2 separate regions of the Mus musculus genome follow, and region 2 is linked to region 1. Evidence: chromatin contacts called from public promoter capture Hi-C data. All regions are on one chromosome and are shown on one strand. Each heading gives the region's core, a stretch centred on a gene start, on an enhancer-like site or on the middle of the called end of the contact. The rest is flanking DNA. Distances are from core to core; before and after follow the strand shown.

What was found. Capture Hi-C pulls out chosen DNA fragments and counts their contacts.
Region 2: a contact with region 1 is called in a promoter capture Hi-C map of pancreatic islet. The contact joins two enhancer-like sites. A contact is called at or near these places in 1 of 39 promoter capture datasets (second pharyngeal arch cranial neural crest) and 1 of 9 other capture datasets (pancreatic islet).

Annotation. Positions count from the first base shown.
Region 1 is chr2:118,404,779-118,411,038 of GRCm38.p6, forward strand. Eif2ak4 (eukaryotic translation initiation factor 2 alpha kinase 4) reads left to right here. Exons shown (of 39, transcript NM_013719.3): 3 at 269-371; 4 at 3,574-3,726; 5 at 6,105-6,185. Among named protein-coding and RNA genes, the nearest start is that of Eif2ak4, 19 kb to the left of the region's middle. Within about 2 kb of position 3,828, at least 26 of the 459 cell types and tissues checked have an H3K27ac peak or open chromatin away from gene starts, as enhancers often do. A contact at or near this core is called in pancreatic islet, where this site is marked.
Region 2 is chr2:118,692,646-118,698,423 of GRCm38.p6, forward strand. Pak6 (p21 (RAC1) activated kinase 6) reads left to right here. Exons shown (of 11, transcript NM_001033254.3): 6 at 582-1,079; 7 at 1,222-1,355; 8 at 1,649-1,775; 9 at 1,870-1,995; 10 at 2,562-2,696; 11 at 3,762-5,375. The coding sequence ends at 3,929. Among named protein-coding and RNA genes, the nearest start is that of Ankrd63, 8.4 kb to the right of the region's middle. Within about 2 kb of position 3,931, at least 29 of the 459 cell types and tissues checked have an H3K27ac peak or open chromatin away from gene starts, as enhancers often do. A contact at or near this core is called in pancreatic islet, where this site is marked.

The DNA.
Region 1 (6,260 bases), core at 2,578-5,077:
CAATGGGGCTTTGTATATTTGGGCCTTCCCACTTCTCCATAGGGTACAGGGTTCTCCATGCCGAGCACTGTATCAGCTGGAATTGTTGGGCGTGTAGTTGAAGGCCTTCTGAGGTTAAAGAGATGCATGGCTGGTCACAGGGGAGTTTCAGCTAGGAGGTCTGGATACCGGATCCTCAGGTGCTCAAACAGGGACCCTAGCAGACCTTAAAACAAGCTGCAGACTTCCTTCTCAAGTAACTTCTTTCTGTGTGTGTCTGTTTTTTCAGAGTTCCCGAAATAGACTTAAAAAATGCTAAAGGCCTGTCGAATGAAAGTGTTAATTTGTTAAAATCACACCTGGAAGAACTGGCCAAAAAGCAGTGTGGAGAGGTAAGGGTGGCCAAGCTGGAGCTTTGGAAACAAAACAGAAAGATCCCACTCACCTCTGCGCAGCCTGCCCCAGTAGTAACACTCACAACACTGAGTACATGATCACAGCCTCCATCCTGACAGTGATGCTTGGGGTCAAGGTGGTGGGTAACTCCATCCCCATAAAGATCTCAACGCTATGTCCTTCTTGGCCTCTTCCCAGTTCCCTTACTCTCTCCTTCATACCTGGCAACCACTAGTCCATCCTCCATTTCTATAATCTCATTTGAAGATCTTTCATACAGTATACAACCTTAGGAGAGGTTGGTAATTTTTTCAGGTTCTCTGAAGAGTTTCCCAAGTGGTTAAATATAACAATAATTGTTACATTTCATAACTGAATAGTATTCCACCTTGATGTTCCTTTAGCCATTTACAAGATGAAATACATTGAGTTTTCCAGTTTTTAGTTATTATAAATAAAGTTGCTATAAATACTCCCACACATGTTCTTCAAGCTAGAGTGATAAACCTGTCCTGAGTAAAAAGGGTGTACTCATCCTACAGAGTAGCACAGCCTAGTCACATGGCTGCTTCCCTTTGTGATCGCGCACCAGCCAGGGAGCTACAGCGTCTGCTCCACCCAGTATCTCAGCTGTCAGCCACAGGTAGTTAGGCCAGGAGGTCAAAGTGCAATGTAGTGTTGTCCAGCCTTACATAGGAAGGGAATTCTGACATTCACCACAACGTAGTGCAACCTTAAAGAAGTTGGAATAAGTGAAATGAGCTGGCTGTAGTAAGACAGGTACTCCATGACTATTCCAGATAGTCAAACTCACAGGACAGAGAGGAGAATGGTAGCTGCTGGGGCTGGGAGAGCAAGGAATGGCAAATTTATTCAGTGGGAATGGTTTCAAGTTGGAAAGCCTTGGAAGTGGGGGCAGCGATGCCTGTCAGTCACGGTTGCCAGGCAGCATTTCTGCATGTCTCAGTAGTGGACAGAGTGCTGTGGGAGTCTGCCCCAAAAACTGGAGGAAAAAAAGCTTACGGGAGCCATCCTCATGGGAAGGGGTTGGAGGGGCATAAAGTGTGGGACTGTGCTGTGCAGGTCCAGCCTGTTTATCAAAAGTTTGTCTTCATAGCTCTGAAGTCCTGGCAGTTAAAAATACAATTCTAAAGAATTCATTTATGTTTTCAAGTAAAATGGAGTGTAATGAAACGTTAGCATAAGCTTAGGGACTGGCTGTGGTAGGGTCTTCCCTGAAGGCCGCCTGTTAAAGTACCGAGGCTTCATTCTCTACACGGAGGAGCACCAAAAGCAATGATTAGGAACATTCACCTTTGCCCCAGTGATGTTTTGGGGGATGAGGGGTGCTGGGGGACAGAGTCTCACTAGATGGCTCTGGTGGCCCAAATCAGAGGTGTGTGCCCACATGCTCAACACTCCTCTGAGTGACTTTTGATCTACATTAGTAGATCTTGGTTGGTTGGTTGGGTTTTTTTGGTGGGGGTTGGGGAGTGGAGGGTTGTTTGTTTGTTTGTTTGTTTGTTTTTGAGACAGAGTCTCACTATGTAGCCCTGGAGCTCACATAGAAACCAGGCTGGCCTCACAGACATCTGCCTGTCTCTGCCTGTCTCTGCCTCCTGAGGATTAGTCAGGGAGTGCACTACACATCTGGCTGTGTGTTAGCAGGCCTTTATTAGTCGTGGAAAGTGATCCAAAGTGTACCAAAGATTCTTTTTTTTTTTTTAACTGATAAAATCAAACTCCTGGGTTCCTCCCTGAGTCAGTCAGAAGTTATTTACTGAACATCTTATGCTGGGGAACTATGGTGTTCAGACAATTTGGCCTCCATGAGGGGCACAGACAAAGCATTGTCTAAAACCATGGCCGACTGGAGACTAATGCTCTGGAGAATCATGATGAGGTGTCCAGAGTGGAAAGAGGGCAGGAGAAGCCCTTGAGCAGCATCTGAGGCCAGCCCTGGATGGACAGGAGAGAAGCACTCAGGAAGACTCACTTTGGAATATGCTTGCTTTTATGCAGTCCTACAAATTGTATCAGACTTCACTTGCTCAGAAAGTGCTAATAAGTTAAATCAATGAGAACAAAACCTTGACAGTTGTGGTCTTGCCTGGTTCTGGTTTAGAAATGGTCTCTGGGAGTGGTGGGAACATCTTGCTTTACCCAATGTTATTTTAGCCCTTGCTTAGCCTCTAGACTGACATTACTCAACCCTAGGTCAAGATATATTTAGTAAACACCACCGCTTCTGGTATAATAAAAAAGTATATCACCTCTACCGAGCGAAGGCTGCACTTTCTTAGCACATACTTCTGGGAAGGCCAACTGTGAACAGACTCACAGCTTCTCGAGGAAAGCGTCATCAATGCTCAGGCCCCTTAGAAGCAGCATGAAAGAGTAAGATGTTTAAATGCTCTCTGGTAACTGTGGGGGAAAGCGCCTCGGTCCACATTCTTCACTGACAGAAGCAGCTTGGCTATGGTACCCTGGGCTGGATGCCAGTCAGTGTGGTCTCAGAACCCCTGAACTATTGATTGCCACCCTACTGTGGCTTCTGGCTTAGCCCAGAGGCTAGAAAGGTGACTTTCTCTGTTCCCCTATGGATGTTTGAGGTTGCCTTCCCTTCCTGGCTCTGTCTGGCTGATTCCTTACATATTGACCAGCCTCTTGCTTGTTCATTGCCAGAAGGGAGGGAAGGAGAGGTCTATAGACTTGCTTCTGGGCCTCTGATCAGTGTGCTATCTGGACAAGTGACAGCACTGATTGATGCTCATGGGACCGTTCTGTCCAACCGTCAAGTAAACAGGCTCTCTACTTGGCAAGGTAGCCACTCCCTTTCTACAGTTGTACATAGTTTTCAGCTTTATTTATACAGATGATTAGATGTTAGGAAAATGACAGTATATTTGAGTAGATCTTACCCACACACACATACACACATACACAAGAAGAGACACTTTTTATTTATCTCAGCAGCGATGTATCTTGATCACAGACTCAGTGAGCCCTCTAAGCGCTTTTTCTACTGTGACTGTGTCATATACCTAATTCCAAAGATGTCAGAGCAAAGTGACAAAATGCTGGCACGGCAGGTGAGTCTGGCTGCCTGCTCATCGTGTTGCCGGGTGGCAGTCCCTCTCCAGGCCCTGCCCCTTGCCATCAACTGATCATTTGTGGTTGTTTTGTTTACATGTGTAGGTGATGATATTTGAACTGGCACACCATGTGCAGTCGTTTCTCAGCGAGCATAACAAGCCCCCACCAAAGTCTTTCCATGAAGAAATGCTGGAAAGGCAGGCTCAGGAGAAGCAGCAGAGGTTGCTGGAGGCCAGGCGGAAGGAGGAGCAGGAGGTGAGAACCAGCTGTTAGTGCTGGCCCCAGCCTGGAGGCCTCCATGTGTCTATTCCCACTCTCACTATGAGTATGTCTGTGAGTCTTACTCATCACTTCATTCAGGAAATGTGCATTCATGTGAGAGAAATCACTACAAGTCACTGAGCAACACTACCCAGCTCTCTCCCTGCAGCCATCACTGGCTTGGAGCCCTTCTCTAAGTGGCTCATATGACTGGACTTCCTGTGTCGCTAAGCCTGCCAACCTGTACAGGAGTTCACTGAATCTGGAGGCTTTTTCCTCCTGACTGACAGATGTGGCTGATGCCCAGTGGGTAGAAGAGCCAGGAGTTAAACTTACTTTCATGGTCACTAAACAGCTCTATTCTTCTGTTAACTTCTCCTGAGCAGGAACTGCTTCCTGACTTTTAAAAATCCTTTAAGATGTTTTATACCCTGGGTTTCCTTCTTGATTTTTAACTTAAAATTGTTTTCTTTTTAGCCCCTTGATCAACTTAGTAAGTACTTATGTGGGTGCAGGTTAAAAAAGAAAGAAAGAAAGAAAGAAAGAAAGAAAGAAAGAAAGAAAGGAAGGAAGGAAGGAAGGAAGGAAGGAAGGAAGGAAGGAAGGAAGGAAGGAAGGAAGGAAGGAAGAAAGAAAGAAAGAAAGAAAGAAAGAAAGAAAGAAAAGAAAGAGGTGTTTCCCTAACACATTCCACAGCCATTCCTCATTCAGTGATCTGTAGGATTCCTCTAAAACAGTAGTTCTCAAGTTTCCTAATGCTACAACCCTTCAATACATTCCTCATATTTTGGTGACCCCCCATCATTAAATTTTGTTGCTGTTTTATAACTGTAATTTTGCAGCTGTTATGAATCATGATGTGGATATCTGATTTGCACACCCAAGTTGAGAACCACTGTTTTGAAGTGTGTCTTAATTGCTTACCTATGCTAGAATCTATGGGGAAATTTAAGTTCATTTTCTTGAGTATTCACATGCTCTGATTTTTTTTAATCTTTGCATGTTTTTAATATTTCACAGGCCAACCTACCCTTCCCCGCCCCCTCATCTTCCATTATTTTTTCTTCCATTCTGTTGCTCTTCATTTTCTTCCCCAGCTTCCTCTCCTCTCCCTCTCTTACCTTGGTTCTTTTTCCCGAGGCAGGGTCTTACTGTGTATCCCAGTGTGGGTATCACAGACATGTGCCATGTACCAAGTGTCACAGGTGAACTATGGAATTGTCCCTTCAGATTCTACAAAACGGATAAGCCTCCTGAGATTTTTGACTGATTAGAGCAAATTTGCATATTCTTTGGGGAAGAATTGGTATCTTATCCATACTAAACTCCCATCTAGGACTGGGTTTATGTTTATTTCTTGGTATGAAAGTCTGGTTTTCTTTCTTGCTATAGATATTACTACTCATACTTCAAGACTTGGATTTTCTCCCACTTTCTTTAATGGTAATATGTCTCCTAGTGGCATTTTATGCATACACATGACATACTTTGATCACATTCACCATGCTGCTATCCTTTCTCGTCCCTCTCCTTCTCCATCCTCTGGCACCTTTCCTCTTTCCAAATAGCCCCTTCCTGCTTTTAGGTGCTTACGTCTGGTTCTTGTTTCTGCCTCATTTTGTCCACCCTATGCTATACTAACATCCTCTGTGTGTTTTCTATAGCATGTTGTTGTTCTTGACAGGGCAAACATTCTCCATCCCTCATATTCCATTGAGATGGATCTTACCCATATTGCTTGGCTCCTATTAAACCATGTCAAGTCCCCAGTTAGAGTGCATAGTTGCTCAGTATTAGATGTTAGTGGGCCTTTAACTCACAGTCTTTTTTGGTATACTGCTGTAACTACCTGTAAATTTAGATTATGTTTTTTTGCATTTTATTGCTATTTACATTTCTGATGACTTAATACTCTTGATAAAATTTACAGTTGTAGGGAACTAAGAACAATTGACGAAGATCAAAATAACTTAATACTCAAAAGGATGATGTGAGAAGGCATATTAAGGTCATGGTGGGCTGATGTGATACCTGGGCCTTTGCCACCCTAGGCCCAGGCTCTGAGAACGTCCAACTCCACCACACCTGTATAAGTTCATGGAAGACAACAGCCCCTGCACCCAGCCTCTGCACATGGGCAGATGTTGAAGCTAGAAGAGTGAAAAGGAAGACAAACCCAGTACCTCACAGGGAAGCCTGCTGCTCAGAGACACTGGCAGCAGACATGAGCGTGGCTACTCCAAGTTTTCATGTGTAGATCTCAGGAAATGAGGGCCCTGGCATGGAAATTGAAAAGCTATGTGAGTCCAGAATGGACCTGCTGGGTGCCTTCTTATATAGATTGGTGTCTGACCTGGTCTGATTTATTTCAGCAACGTGAAATCCTCCACGAGATTCAGAGAAGGAAAGAGGAGATCAAGGAAGAGAAGAAAAGGAAGGAAATGGCTAAGCAGGTGCCGTCCATTCTGTACCAAAGGATCTACGTGTCCTCTTGTAAAAGCCCTAATGTCCACAGGAGACATCTTTCC
Region 2 (5,778 bases), core at 2,681-5,180, 290 kb after region 1:
CAAGGATGGGCTGTCTTTCCTCTGTGTCACCCCCAACTGAGGCTGAGAGTAGCTGCCCCCCCCCCACTTTTTCCTCCAAGGGTTTTAGCCAAGAGCCTAACCTCCTAGATACACAGCCTCACAAGAATGCTGCCACACAGCAGCCATGGCTCCTTCCCTGTCTCGGTTTTGGGAGCCAGTCACAGCTACCCACTGCCTCTTGCCCAGGGCCACCTCCACTCACACCAGGAGCCTCTGACCCAGCTTCCCTGAGAAATCTGTCTCCCTGAGGCCTGCTTGTCAGTTGCTCAGGAAGAAATACCTAGCTTGAGGCCCCCCCCGGGGGGGGGTTACTGTCTTTGTCTCCCCTGGGAGTGGGAGAGTGGGTATAAAGAGATGCTCCTGTGCCTGTCCCCTGGGGGGTAGGGGGTACATCTGCTGCTCTGGTCAGGTTCAGCTCCATTGTTTGCTTCCTCAATTTAATCTGAAGTCCTGGGTGGCCCTGCTAGTGTCCAGGCCACAGCAGCCAACCCTGCCTTTAGGAAGCTTGTCTCAAATGTTCCTTAACACACCCAATATTGTCTCTTTCCTTGTCTTTGCAGCCCAATTCTGCTTTCCGACCACCACAAAAAGACTCCTCTTCAAACCTGGTAGCCAAGGCCCAGTCCTTGCCCTCAGAGCAGCCCATGGGGACCTTCAGTCCTCTGACCACCTCAGATACCAGCAGCCCCCAGAAGTCCCTCCGCACAGCTCCAGCCGCTGGTCCACTTCCAGGCCGGTCTTCTCCAGCAGGCTCCCCCCGTACCCGGCATGCTCAGATCAGCACCAGCAATCTCTACCTGCCCCAGGACCCCACAGTGGCCAAGGGGGCCCTGGGTGGCGAAGACACGGGCATTGTGACCCATGAACAGTTCAAGGCTGCGCTCAGGATGGTGGTGGACCAGGGTGACCCTCGGCTGCTGCTGGACAGCTACGTGAAGATTGGGGAGGGCTCCACGGGCATTGTGTGTCTGGCCCGGGAGAAGCACTCAGGTCGCCAGGTAGCAGTCAAGATGATGGACCTCAGGAAGCAGCAACGCAGGGAGCTGCTCTTTAATGAGGTGGGGACCTGGCGGGATGCCCGCAGGGCAGTAGAAGTGTTCAATGAGGCTTGCACGGCACGTGGGGCTGACTTGGCAGGAGAACAGGATGGCCTGACCATGGGATGCTGTGCTGGGTACTCAGGCTTCTCTCTGCCCTCAGGTGGTGATCATGCGTGACTACCAGCACCTCAACGTGGTGGAGATGTACAAGAGTTACCTGGTAGGAGAGGAGCTGTGGGTGTTGATGGAGTTCCTGCAGGGCGGGGCCCTCACAGACATCATCTCCCAAGTCAGGTGGGCATCTGAAAGGGCTGGGCAGAGGGAAGGCCACCCCACCACTGCTTAGACGTGGAGATCAGTTGCCTCTGGCCAATAGGACTGATCTTACTAGACTCCTGCCTATTTGGGGTAACTGAGACTCCATGGTCTTAGATTAAAAATGGGCAAGAAAAACGTGTACTCCGGGGTTGCAGCCTGCTGAGTCTGCAGCCTGGGAGTTGTAGTCCCTTTGCCCGGGACTCCTTCCTACCCAGCCCAGCCATGCTGACCACATGGCTCTCCCATGGTGGCTTGCCTTCCCTGTCCAGACTGAATGAGGAGCAGATTGCCACTGTGTGTGAAGCTGTGCTTCAGGCCTTGGCTTACCTGCACGCCCAGGGTGTCATCCACCGAGATATCAAGAGTGATTCCATCCTGCTGACCCTTGATGGCAGGGTAGGTCCTCCCTTTCCACGGCTCAGCTGCCCTCCCTGTTCTCTCTGGTGCCACTCCTCTTCCTGGTCTCTACCTACTTCCTTTTCAACTCCAGGTGAAGCTCTCAGACTTTGGGTTCTGTGCTCAGATCAGCAAAGATGTTCCCAAGAGAAAGTCCCTGGTAGGAACTCCATACTGGATGGCTCCTGAAGTGATCTCCAGATCCCTGTACGCTACTGAGGTAAGGGTTCCCTCCATCCCCAGCTCTCCAGGCTTCGGGCCACGTAGCTCCTCGGTCTTGCCCATGTTAAGTATTTCCACTATTAATGACCCCGGTTCTGAGGTCTCCACTTAATCAGTACCTACCCGCTGCCTTCCTTTTGAGACAGGGTCTCTCTGTGTCCTCCATTTCCTGGGACTCACTATGTAGAGCAGACTGGCCTCAAATTCACAGAAATATGCCTGCCCCTGCCTTCTAAATGCTGGGACTGAAGGTCTGCACCATTGCACCCTGACCTGCCTCCCCTTTTTGATGGAGTTACTCTCACCTGGACTTCACTATGCAGCAGGCCCTGCCACACACTGCTCTCTTCTGCACTTGCTTATGGCCAGTGTTCTCCATGAGGGGTGGTTTCTATGGTCACTGGCCACTCATACAAAAAGGGGCTGAACGTAGGGCATCGGACCAGGGGGTGAGGGAAGGAGGCAGCCACACTAGGGCACCTGGTAGGAGACAAGATACTCCATCCAACACACTGCCACCAAGAGCCAGACCCCAGCAGCAGAGTCAGGGCTATTCTCCCGCAGGTGGATATCTGGTCTCTGGGCATCATGGTGATTGAGATGGTGGATGGAGAACCCCCCTACTTCAGTGACTCCCCAGTGCAAGCCATGAAGAGGCTGCGGGACAGCGCCCCACCCAAGCTAAAGAACTCTTACAAGGTCAGTTATTGTGTTAGGTGTGAACTCCTCAACCTCATACCCCCAAGCCCATTTCTCCTGAGACAGGAGGACAGGGACCTGGAGCCATGGACTCAGAAGGATATATATATATATATATATCCACATATATGTTTTTGGTCTTTTTCCACATAAAACCTGTGCAGTCACATGTATGTACCAACCATCAGATTCATGCCAACAAATTCCCACCTGCAGCTGCAGCAGGAGAGCCACGACACAGCAGGCTCTTCGCCTATCCCTATGAGGAGGAAGAGGAGCCCTAGCTGTCTCCCAAGGAGGAATCCAGAGTACAAATCCTTCCATTCTACTTGTCTGGGGCCCATACCAACACAGTGCCATCACATGATTGGGCTTGTCCTCCTGTATGACACATCTCGATCATAGCTGAGCCACTGTTTGCGCCTTAGACCCAGTATCTATACTTATTATAATTAACTCTCTCCTGCCAAATAAATCCATTCCCCTGCTGCCAGATTGCCACAGGACAGACAGCTAAATGGTACTGCCACCTAGTGGCCAAAGCTAAAAAATGCCCCAGAGGATTGATGCCCGGTTTCTAACAGGCTCTAAGACAGCTTGGTCCCTGGAGACTGCCCTGCGAAGCCTGAGATGAGCAGGTCTCAAAGAGCACCCGTTAGTTAGTTAACTGCTCCAGGGGGGCAGCCTTCTGTAGCATTCCCCAGGCAGCCCGGTAGATGAGGAACTGGATCGCTGATGCCAGTTCCATGCCCCTTTCGCAGAGCTGCAGAGCCTGAAAGCCAAGAGCCCCGAGAAGCAGGCAGGGGGAGTGGGCCGTGTGTGGAACCCAGCCACCCAGACTTCCAGACATCCTCATCCCATTCATTGCTCTGCCGCTCTCATAACAGGTGAACTGGCCTCCTTCTCCTGCCTCCTAAGCCAATCATCAGTGCGCCTGGGAGGAACCAGAAAGTAAGAAAGCAGAGAAGATGAGGTGTGGAGCTAGTGGGGGCCCAGCAATCAGGCCGCCGAGAAGTGACTGCGAGCCATGGCTTCCCCTCACCCCCTCACGGTTCTGTTCCATAGGTCTCTCCAGTGCTGCGAGACTTCCTGGATCGGATGCTGGTACGGGAACCCCAAGAGCGAGCCACGGCCCAGGAGCTTCTGGATCACCCGTTTCTGCTGCAGACGGGGCTGCCTGAGTGTCTGGTGCCTCTGATACAGCTCTACCGCAAGCAGACCTCCACCTGCTGAGCCCGCACCCAGGGTGCACCTGCCACCTGTGCCCACAGGCAAAGGACACTGGACAGCCGTTCCATTGGCAAGGCCTACCCGCCTTGCCCTCTCAGTGTTCTCTCCAAAGATCGAATGTGAAGCTCCGCACCTTCCCTCCTGCCCTTTTGCCCGCTGGGCCAGGCCGGACCTGCCCCCCTTGGTTTCACTCCCCAGAGTCCCAGTTGCCTTTGGGATGACAGTGACCCCTTCTGCAGGTTTGGCCCTTTGTTATTTGCACAGGGATGTTTCTAAGAAACGCGGAGAGTGGTGCTCTTGGCCGCAAGCCAGCAAAGCCGACAGGCTGCTGCAGATTTTTAAAGGCAGTGTCCACAGTGACCTGGGGCAACCAAGAGGGTGCATGCTCCATCTCCACATGGACACTTGCTATTCTCAACTGAAGCTTCAAACCCTGGAGTCCCAGAGGGCCACGGGGAAGGATTTCGCTGCCTGAATCCTTCTTCCTCCTCTGGTCTGACTTCTGGAAGCCCCACTTGCACCTGTTTCCTGTCTGTTCCCTGGCACTGCCTCGCCCTAGAAAACCTCTACGGAACTGTGAATAGCCTGTGTGTAGACCATGAGAGCAGCCAGGGGGGAATCTTCTGAGAGAGAGTGGGGTTGGCAGTAAACGTGGTTCCATTGTCCAGGATGTAGAGAACATTCTCTCTCTCTCTCTCTCTCTCTCTCTCTCTCTCTGTGTGTGTGTGTGTGTGTGTGTGTGTGTGTGTGTGTAAACTTCCCCCAGTGGCCCAGGTCCTTCCAGTCACCCACAGAGAGCCTCAGAAGAGCTGTCCACCTCTTTTCTACCAAGCTCCATTCTGAAGGAATCTGCTTTTTGGACCTGGCTTTCTGCCTCTCAAGTCTCATGTTATTACCTAAACAGGGAAGGGGTGTGTGTATGTCAAGTCTAACACATGCTGGGGGCCCTCAAAGTTTCTGAGTTTCTCCCATACTGAGGCAGGAATAGTAAGGGAATAAACTTTGTTTTACCTGTCAGCAACTTCTTAGCGGCCAGATCAGGGACCCCTCCTTTTCAGAACCCTGGGCTGGGACAGAAAGGTGAACCACCTCCCGGAGGGGGTCCCTCATGCCGAGCGAGGGATGGGCACCTCCTCTGTGAGCCTGCTGCCCCAGCTGTCCTGTTGATACTTCCCTGCCTCCTTGACCTCCCTCCCTTCCCACCTTCCTGGCTGTTGTGAGACAGGGAATGCCAAGGAAGAACTCTAGTGTCTGGACCCGATCCAGATAATATTTTTAGACTCCTCTGTTCCCTGATGACCTGCATTAGGGCAAAAAAAAAAAAAAATTGCAAGGTCTTTTTTTTTTTTTTAAGGGTCAGAGTTTTAAAAAAACAAAAGCATCCTTCCCTAGACATTTTTGTGACTTGTTTGCACTTGTGCCTGTTTTAAATTAAACTAAATGTTCGAACCTTTGGGTTTTTCATTCTCTGGGATTGGAGCCAGGCTTTCTTGGAACTGGATGCCCTTGGAGTGGGTGCCTGGTAGGGCTCCTCTGTGGTTACTTGAATCCACAAATCACCCAGCTTCTTTGGCTTGGACACCTAGAATGAGGGCCGAGGAAGGAGGAGCCGGGACGTGGAAGGCCCTGGGGCTGGAAGAAAGGGCGAAGAAGGCTCTGGTCAGGGCCGAGGAGCCACCAGGCGGAGGTGTGGGGGAGGGCCCTAGCAACCCAAGGCCACAGAGACTGGCCTCATTCAAGGTTGGTTTCTCCCTTCTCCTGGTCTTCAGGCTGCCCATAGAAAGTTCCCCGAAAGCAGCCCATGTTCCTTTCTTAAAACTGAAGGACTCTGACATTTCAAAAGAGTAGGGAA